Linked DNA regions of Rattus norvegicus: region 1 is linked to region 2. The links are chromatin contacts, called in public Hi-C maps. All regions are on one chromosome and are shown on one strand. Each heading gives the region's core, a stretch centred on a gene start, on an enhancer-like site or on the middle of the called end of the contact. The rest is flanking DNA. Distances are from core to core; before and after follow the strand shown. Region 1 has its middle 73 kb from the start of Capza2. Region 2 has its middle 57 kb from the start of Tes.

What was found. A called contact is a pair of places that touch in the nucleus more often than the background predicts.
Region 1: a contact with region 2 is called in a Hi-C map of the A7r5 cell line, with 9 times the contacts expected there. The contact joins two enhancer-like sites. A contact is called at or near these places in 3 of 12 Hi-C or Micro-C datasets (the A7r5 cell line, frontal cortex and mammary epithelial cells).

The regions. Positions count from the first base shown.
Region 1 is chr4:46,868,739-46,873,543 of GRCr8, forward strand. No RefSeq gene overlaps it. Among named protein-coding and RNA genes, the nearest start is that of Capza2, 73 kb to the right of the region's middle. Within about 2 kb of position 1,668, at least 4 of the 93 cell types and tissues checked have an H3K27ac peak or open chromatin away from gene starts, as enhancers often do. A contact at or near this core is called in the A7r5 cell line, where this site is marked.
Region 2 is chr4:46,271,525-46,276,157 of GRCr8, forward strand. No RefSeq gene overlaps it. Among named protein-coding and RNA genes, the nearest start is that of Tes, 57 kb to the right of the region's middle. Within about 2 kb of position 1,322, at least 1 of the 93 cell types and tissues checked has an H3K27ac peak or open chromatin away from gene starts, as enhancers often do. A contact at or near this core is called in the A7r5 cell line, where this site is marked.

The DNA of each region.
Region 1 (4,805 bases), core at 418-2,917, 600 kb after region 2:
CACTCTCTTTCCTTCACTGGATGCTTTAAAAATTATTCCGGTGAATGTGTTTTTCTTATTGTTAAAAAATGTGGATTCAGAAGGCTCATGCGAATTACCTTTTTCATTTTACTTATTTATAATAATGTATTTTATTTTTGGATTACCATACAAAGTAGCAGGTTCCCTTATAACATTTTCCTGTATAGCTTAGGTTGAAACCTCCCCTGCTTCCTCTCCTTTCCCCCTTCTCCCTATCCCACTCCTCACGTGTACCCTTGAACTGTTCCACCCCAGTATTCCCTTTTCCACTGTCTCGTATGATCTATATAATAGTATGCATAATTAATATCTAAACAATATCTCTTCATCCTTTATTATTGCTGTGGTTTAAAAAAATAAGGAATAGGGGGTCTAGAGAGAGATCAGTGGATGAAGTGCTAACTGCATAAGCCTGAGGACCTGAGTTCAAATCTCTAGCACCCATGTTTTAAAAAGGCCTTGGATTCCCCAAGAGTTTATCTAATCCGAATGGCCAGTCCTAAACACTTGTACATACAAGCAGCAGTAAATGGACTGGGTAGTTTGTGTGTGCGTGCATGCGTGCATGTGTGCATGTGTGTGTGCGTGTGTGTCAGACAATAGTTACAGAAGAGGTCATAAATGTAAAAGGGAGTGAGGGGAGGGAGTAGTATAGTTATACAAATACAGTATTAACGTATGGAATTCTTGAAAAAATAAAAAAGCATAATGCCTAGGCTTAACAATGCATATTTGTAATTCCAGCTTGGGGGGGGGTTGGAGATGGGAGGATCCTGGGGCTCTATAGTCAACCAATCTAGTTAATAGGTAAGTTCTGGGGGCTCAGTAATAGACTGCCTCAAATAAAACAAGGCAGAGAGGGGTAAAGGAAGAGGCCTAATGCCAACATCTAACCTCCAACTAGCACATGTGGATGCTTACAGAGACATTCACCACTTTGTGTGTGTGTGTGTGTGTGTGTGTGTGTGTGTGTGTGTGTGTGAGAGAGAGAGAGAGAGACAGACAGACAGACAGAGAGACAGAGAGACAGAGAGACAGAGAGACAGAGACAGAAAGACAGACACAGAGACAGAGACAGAAAGACAGAGAGAGACAGAGAGACAGATACAGAGACACACAGAGAGACAGAGATACATAGAGAGAGACAAAGACAGAGAGACAGAGAGACAGAGATAGACAGAGACAGAGACACACACACAGAGACAGTGACACACAGAAAGAAAGACAGAGACAGACAGTGACACACAGAAAGAAAGACAGAGACAGACAGTGACACACAGAAAGAAAGACAGAGAGACAGACACACGCACACACAGAGAGAGAGAGAGAGAGAGAGAGAGAGAGAGAGAGAGAGAGTGAGTGTCAGAGAGACAAGGAGAGACAAGGAGAGACAGAGAGAGGAAGAGGCTATCAGTGAAAGGACCAGCTAAACTAAGTTTCAAATGCTATTCAGGTGGCACTGAAGAAGTAAAATGAGAAGAAAATGGCCATGTTTCATCATGAATAAACAGAAATTTCAATTTTAAATAAATAATAATCCCACATTGTTTTGGAGCACCAGCTCAAGACTTAGATGACGATTAATTTCCATCCCTTCTGTGGGAAGCAGTCCTTTGTCTTCATTCGTTTACTTGTTCACTGTGAGACGAGAACATTCTTCGTGCTAACACAGAGCTCCAGGCTGGCAGACACATCCAGTAATCCTTAGACCACTTGGCTGGAACTATAAAAATGCATAAAATCTTACCAGGCCAAAAGAGATCAACTCAAAAAAATTTTTGGCATCCAAACATGTCAGAATTGTTTTTACCCCCAAACCATTTGTGTTCCTCGGTTATGGTCCAGGAGCCATAATATCAGTTCCTATTTTTATTGGGCAGACTGGAATTCTTTAGTACCATATTTCATCTACCTTTCTGTGGTTTCTCCTAATTTTTTCAGTGGTTTTATGCCTGTCTGCTGTCTGTCTCTTATTTTATCTTAATTTGTTTTAGTTTTCGTTTTGCTTACTCTATTCTCTTTCCTTATTTTTTCAGTGTTCAGAATCAAATCTGAGGCTCAGCACATGGCATCTCGGAGTCCCACCCCTGGGCTGCGTCTCTAGCTCTGTCTCTGATGCCGGGTGCGGGGAAGTAGCCATGTGCCCTCCGCCAGCCCAAGTCCTTACCTTCACATCTGCTTCTTCCATTAAAGTCAAGCCTTCTCTCCGTCACGACCGTGACTAAACAGCCACCATACTCCTCAGTGGTAAAGGAGAAACACCCAACGAGGGACCTTTGTGAAACCGGCCCCCAAGAAACCCAACTTCAGTCACATGATCCTCAGAGATAATTTCAGAAGTCGCAGTAAAGAAAAACTACCCAGATATCACAGTGCCAGCTTTCTGCAGAGCTGTTTCTAATTTGTTATGCCGTAAGAGTAAGAGCCTCTGTGGTAGCCACGGGGGTCTCTGGGAACACCTGGGTGAAGAAGCATCAAATCGCTGACCCAAATGTTTCAGAAAGAAAATGTCCATTGTTAGAACTAGCAATGCAGATATTTTCTCTAAGATGAACTTAATATATAAACAGAATAAAATAACAGAATAAATAGTAATAAGAATAATGATCTCATCCCAGGAAATGCCCTGTCTGGAAGCTAATGGGCTAAGGTAATGCTCTCAGGGATTAGTCTCGCTTAATGAAATGCTGTTAGTTTAGTAAATGAATGCTTAAAATGATGGAAAGTAAAAAAAAAAAATCAGGACTGGTTGATTCATAGGGGTGGGGGGGAGTAAGCCAAAGCAGCATGTGTCACACTGTGGTTTTTTAATTATTATTATTATTATTAATCTGTGATTCAGAAAATACATATGCTTTACAAGTTACTGTCTTTTATACATCTGTCCCATCATTTTACTCTGTGGATATGAGTATTTATGGAATATTTAAAATAAACTGTTAACAAACAGATAAAGTACTTTATTTTTTCAGATGCAGTTCTTATAATGAGCATTAAAATTGAGATTTTCACTTAAAGCTCACATAAAAGCAAAATGTATCTCTTCTAGAGCTTCAAATAATAACGTATTTTATTTTGCCTGTTTAAAAAACATGATTAATACAAAACCAAATTTCATTGATTTTTGTTTGATGGCTAAGATATTGTTCTGATTGTGACTTCAGGTCCTAGATTGAATCCTATTGTCTGTAGCTTTGCTGCACGAGCTTCTTAGGCAGGGAGGGAACACAGCTCTGTTAACTTCCACTTCCTCTGAATTGAAGCATCCATTTCTATAAGGAGAAGAGGCTCGTGTGACTCAGGAAGTAAACCTTACAAGTCTTGGAAAGCTGACATTTATGACTCGGGGAGCTGCAAACAAGTTTCAAGGGTGTAGCTTTGTGAGCCCTCATTGCTATTAATGATGGAGAATGCTATTTAGTGACACATCTTTCACTGAGTCATCCATGTTCCTGTAAGTTATGCCAATAAAGTCAATAGTTCACTAAAAAATAAAAAAATAAAAAAAATAAATAAATAAACTGTTAAGAAAAACATAAGTCGAGGTTGGGGATTTAGCTCAGTGGTAGAGCGCTTGCCTAGGAAGCGCAAGGCCCTGGGTTCGGTCCCCAGCTCCGAAAAAAAGAACCAAAAAAAAAAGAAAAAAAGAAAAACATAAGTCCCTCTATGGTAAGCATATGAAATGTCTATAGTTGGATGGGTTTTTATCTTAAACACGTTGATATGAGGACAATGTGGATACTATGTATGAGCTTTACAATATGCCTTCTAGTTGTACTTGGTTCAGAAGTCCAAGATTATTACAGTGGTCGACCCCTCGATTCTGCCCACTGTGTTTTATCTTCTCCTTTTAACTAACAAAACAAAACAAAACAAAACAAAACAAAAAGCAAAAAAACCCCAAAAGACAAAAAAAAAAAAAAAACAGCTGTCAAAATCATACACCTGATTACATCACCTGCCTGCTTCAAAACCCAGCCCTAAATTTTCTGCCTCAGTCTTTTGTGCTGTTTGTGTTTGTTTGTTTGTTTGTTTGTTTGTTTGTATTATGAAATAGATCTTCATGGTAAAACAATAATAACAACAACAACAGCAACAACTGGGCCAAATGCTATAAAGAGGACAGAAAATAGCCTTTGACCACTGTCTCCCTCCTTCCAGCCTAGCTCTCCAGAGTGACTCCTGCTGAAACTCTTTGTATGGTAATCCAGAAATGTTCCACCCTGGGAAGGGGCCCAGATGAAACCAGATGTGCCAGCCCATCCTTCAACTACGTATGAATCAACGGGAGCTCAACACAGCAGAGGTTTCTCTAAACCTTGGTGACTTTGAACTCCGACCCAAAGTATCCACTCAGGATATGAACCATATGCAAAAGTTAGGATAAGAGCAATTATCCCTGCCCTTTAGAGCAACCTTCCTAATGCCGCCACCCTTTAATACAGTTCCTCAGGTCATGGTGGCCCCCAACCATAAAATTCTTTCATTGCTATATAACTGTAATTTTGCCGCTGTTATGATTCGTGGTGTAAATATCTGATATGCAGGATATCTGTGAAGGGGTCGCGACCCACAGGTTGAGAATGGCTGCTCTAGGGGCTTGCCAGTTAAGCACCCCTGCAGACTAGTACTCTTCATATGACTTACTTAAGTACTTAAATACTTAAAGTCCTCATAAAACAGACTTGCTTGTTTCTATTTTGCCCAAACAGAATAAGCTCACTTCTGAAAGTTTACAAAGTGCTAAAACTTTCCTAAAATGCATGTTCTCTTTCGCCATGGAA
Region 2 (4,633 bases), core at 72-2,571:
CCACCCACCCATCTCCAACCATTTTCAACCCAGAATTGTTCCTGTCTAAGGGAAATACAGGGACAAAGAGCAGAGCAGAGACTGAAGGAAAGGCTATCAGAGACTGCCCCACCTGGGTATCCATCCCACATGCAGACATCAAACCCAGACAATATTGTGGATGCCAAGAGGTACTTACCCACAGGAGCCTGATACAGCTGTCTCCTGAGAGGATCTGCCAGATCCTGACCAGTACAGAGGCAGATGCTCGAAGCTAACCATTGGACTGGTCACAGGGACCCGAACGGAAGAGATAGGGGAAGGACTGGAGGAACGGAAGGGGCCTTATCTGTCATCAATGGGAGGGAGGTCTTTGGTCCTGTGAAGGCTTGGTGCCCCAGTGTAGAGGAATGCTAGGGTGGTGAGGCAGGAGTGGGTGGGTGTTTGGGGTAGCACAGTACCCTCATAGAAACAGAGTAAGGCTGGATGGGATAAAGGGTTTGCAGAGGGAAAACCGGGAAAGGGGGATAACATTTGAAATGTAAATAAATAAAATATCTAATTTAAAAAAAGAATGAATAAATTCCATCATGGAAAAACAAAAGAGTTCAAGAAAAGTCACCATTAGCTACAGAGCAAGCTTGAAGCCAGCCTGGCCTACATGAGACCTTATGAAAACAAACAAACAAACAAACAAACAAACAAACAAAACCCTGTGTCAGAATTCTATCACAAACCCAGTTAAAAGAAAACATGGGGAATAAATGCAAAATGTGGAAGAGATTCCTTCCTGAGTCCTCTAAGCTTAGAGTTCACAGTGTACAGGACTGGGGTATCGGGGTATAGCTCGGCTGCAGATCTGTATCCCTGTGATTGAGGCTGGTACCACCTAACTCGGCGAAGTTGGGCATCTACAGAAGAGTTGTGTCTATTCATGGAGCTCAGACTCCACATCAGTCTCAGGCGAAGTCAGCTGCCAGAGGACCAGGCTGCTTCCTACTGTACACACCCCTGCCTGAGCCAAGCCCCCGTCCAGGTATGATTCTCTCCTCCTAGAACTTTAAGGGAGGCTGTGACAGGTTGACCTGGATCTCCATTTTGATTTTTCCTTTTTCTCAGGCCTCGGAATAACTTGGTCTTAAACAATAGATTCGTTCTCCGATAGTGCTTACACACAGCATCCAAGTCTCGTGAATGACAAAATGTCCCAGACCTCCATTGCCAAAGAAACCTCTTTTCTTCCCAGTATCCCCAGGGAGATCTGGTTGGAGAGAGCTGTGGGTCTGTGCTCATTCCAGGAAGAGCTGCTGACCTCCTCCAAGAGGGCATCCAGGCTTATTTACTTGAGCCTTCTGTTTCTCCCTGCGCTCCTGGAACCACGTGGTACTCACTTCTTTGGCTGAATTGTCCTCTTGTTTCTCTGCACTTTTCTGCTGTCCTATCACCCCCTTCGGGGTTCCTGATGCTGCTGAACACGTTTCCCTTGGAATAGGAGTGTTCTTCGTTATCCTGACTCTTAGTTCACGGTACTAAATGAGGCAAGATCTGACTACCTGGGTATTCCACAACGGCTCCCATATTGCAAAACTGACCTTGTATTCAAGAACTGCTCCCTGTATCCCAGAACTGTTCCCATATCCCAGACCTGCCCTTGTATTTCAGAATTGCCCCTGTGTTCCAGAACTGCCCCTGCACTCCACAACTTCCCCTTTATCCCACAACTGCCCCTGAATCCCAGAACTGCCTCGTATCTCAGAACTGCCTCTGTATTCCACAAATGCCTCTGTATCTCAGAACTGCCCCTGTTTTCCAGAACTGCCCCTGCATCTCAGAACTGTCCCTGTATTCCATAACTGACCTTGTATTTCGGAACTGCCCCCTGTATCTCAGAACTGTCCTGTGTATCTCAGAACTGACCCCTGTATCTCAGAATTGCCCCAGTATCTCAGAACTGCCCCTGTATCTCAGAATTGCCCCTGTATCTCAGAATTGCCCCTGTATCTCAGAATTACCCCTATATCTCCGGCCTGTACCTACATCCCCTTTCCTCTACCTTCAAGAGTGTATGAGGTCACAAATTCTTTTTATCCAAACGTATTGATTAACCTGACAACCTGCCAAGCATTCTTCACCCGTGAGGAAAAGAGGGGTGGGAAATCAATGCTGCCAGTGCTTTAAATAATTATAATTTTAAAACAGAAAAATTATGAGTAGCTTATTATCTTTGTGGCAAATACACCTCCACTCGTACATGAACAAGCACATGCAGACAATCTCTATCTGTCATTTTTATGATTTCCCGACTGTTTTCTCTCAGCTCAGTATCCCTTCTTACTGTGGTTAGGGCTTCATTTCACTGATAGGTTTATTAGAATTTCCTAAAGTACTTAAACAAAATAGATCAACATCTTTGATTCATGCACTAGATCACTAAGCCTTTATTAAATTTGATCCCAGTAAAGTTGTAAGAGAGCAAATTCTATTAAAACAGAAAAACCAGACATGGGTATTTCTCATCAGTAATCACAGAACTGTAGAGCTGGAGCGAAGCAGATTGTAAGTTCAAAGCCGTCTGAGCCACAGAGAAAGATCTCGTTTAAATATACACAAATAAAAAGCACAACTAAACTCATTTCATAGTTTGCTACTTATGCAACCACAGTGCACGTATATAAAACACCTGAATATCAAAAATTTGAAATTAATATAAATAAAAATTAATTTTCAATTTAAGTGCATTTGTAGAAATAGTTATGTCATATATGGATGTTCCCATATGGTGAAGGAAATTGCTTATAGCAGAATAACGAGTATACTTCTCTCTTCCATTAGGTGGCAGCAACGTTCTTCCATACTGTTAAGTTTTCCAACCGTCTTTCATCTTCTTATAGTAAGATACACCTCACACAGAGAATTGATACTTAGTTATTCCTTCTCAAGGAAAGAGTCTCCATAAACACTAAGACTAGTGATGTATCGAATTTAAAGGCTTACTGGTTAGTAGAGGAGACCAACTTTTAAATCTTTAAAAAGCAAGTAAAATCATTTTAATTTTTCAGTCCAGTTTTAATAACACATGGGAGCCTCCTTTCCTTTCTCATCATCTTGTCATCTGACTACCCTCCTGGCTGCATAATTTATTCCTGCCTAGAAACCCAGACTTCTAAATCACCATAGGATATCATCAAAATTACCCTCAATTGTCTAAAACTGCATAGATCAGTTGAGAGTATCATATCAATTCCCTCCATCTCCAAGTTTATGAGGCTCCTAAAATTCACTTGTCCCTATTTCATCAACATCCTCAGGTGTGGCAGAGAAGAGTCCACATATGGATACAGTCTTGCCCCATGGGAGGAGTCCTTCAATACTTACATGGTGAGAACTTCTTCCTTCATGCTAAAGACTCCTCATGAAGGGAGTGTGGGCCACTGGAGTGGGCTTCCCCATTCTATGGCAGTATAGGTAAGTCCTAGACCAACATGGCCCCAGGGTCCTAGACAGCTATTGTCTCCAAAGTCCCCCTCTTTATCTAACCTCAAAAGAACTCATGCTGTAGATGAAGCTCTGACATCAAACTCTGCATTCAAAGTCTTCCTCCTCAGGACCACACGCTCACTTCCCCACTCTCCAAATTTCTCCCAACCTTTAAATAATGGAAAACACTGATATTTTGCATAACAACAGAAAAATGAATGTATTTTATAAAGGGGAAGCCGGTGGTTTCCCACCTCAGGGTTTTCTTCCAGGCTCCACTTACCTGCACCATTCAGCTTTAAACAGTCTAAAGTTTGTAACCACTGTGACACTAGTGGATTCTACACTCACTTTTTTACTTTATCAAACTACATGAAACATAATTTTGTGCTCCAATTCTAAGATTGTGGTACAATGAGCTTTGTCAAATGTGTGAACGCAAGCACTGTCCTAATCAAGCCACACATAATGTATCTGCCCTTTACCTGCCAAGTGAGCTCCCAAGTTGAGCAAAATAAAGTGCCTTGTATGCAACTATGAGGTCACCCGGGAGGGATAAGGACACAGCCACTTTCCTTGAATGTCACTCTGGGGTGAGCCTCAAAGAGATCTGTCACAGAAGAATGAACTTCCACGATTGCCAAATAAATCCCAGGCCCTAGGCGAGGTTAGCTGCCTTCCTGCATGTGTCAAGGTGGAAAGAAGGCATCACCATTTCAGCAGTTAATGTGTGATGGTGCTAAGATTACAAGAATGCATGGAATTTTTGTTTTCATTTCACTTCCTAGCTTTCCAAATTTCAAGTAGTATATTCATGCTAATTTTAATATGGTAATTTCAAATTAAATATTAAAACATCTTAACATGCTATATATACTTAGCTGTACAGCTAATTGGCCAGTATTTTTGTGTTTTCTCTGCTCCCAGTAGGCCATCTTCTCTTGTAAAAGCACAGGTATTTTCTATGCTCACCCTTGTTCCTCAAATAATGATGCATAGACCTTCATATTTTTTAAGGCTCTTGCACTATAACTGGGCAGATTCTGATCTATTCTAACCGGACTATGCTGGCCTGGCCTACTGCCCAGCCACATGTCCTGTTGCCTGCCATCTTGGTCTTGCCCTGGCCTCCTGCTTCATTTGTGTCCTCGTGGCATCTTCCCTTGGCCACCTGAGA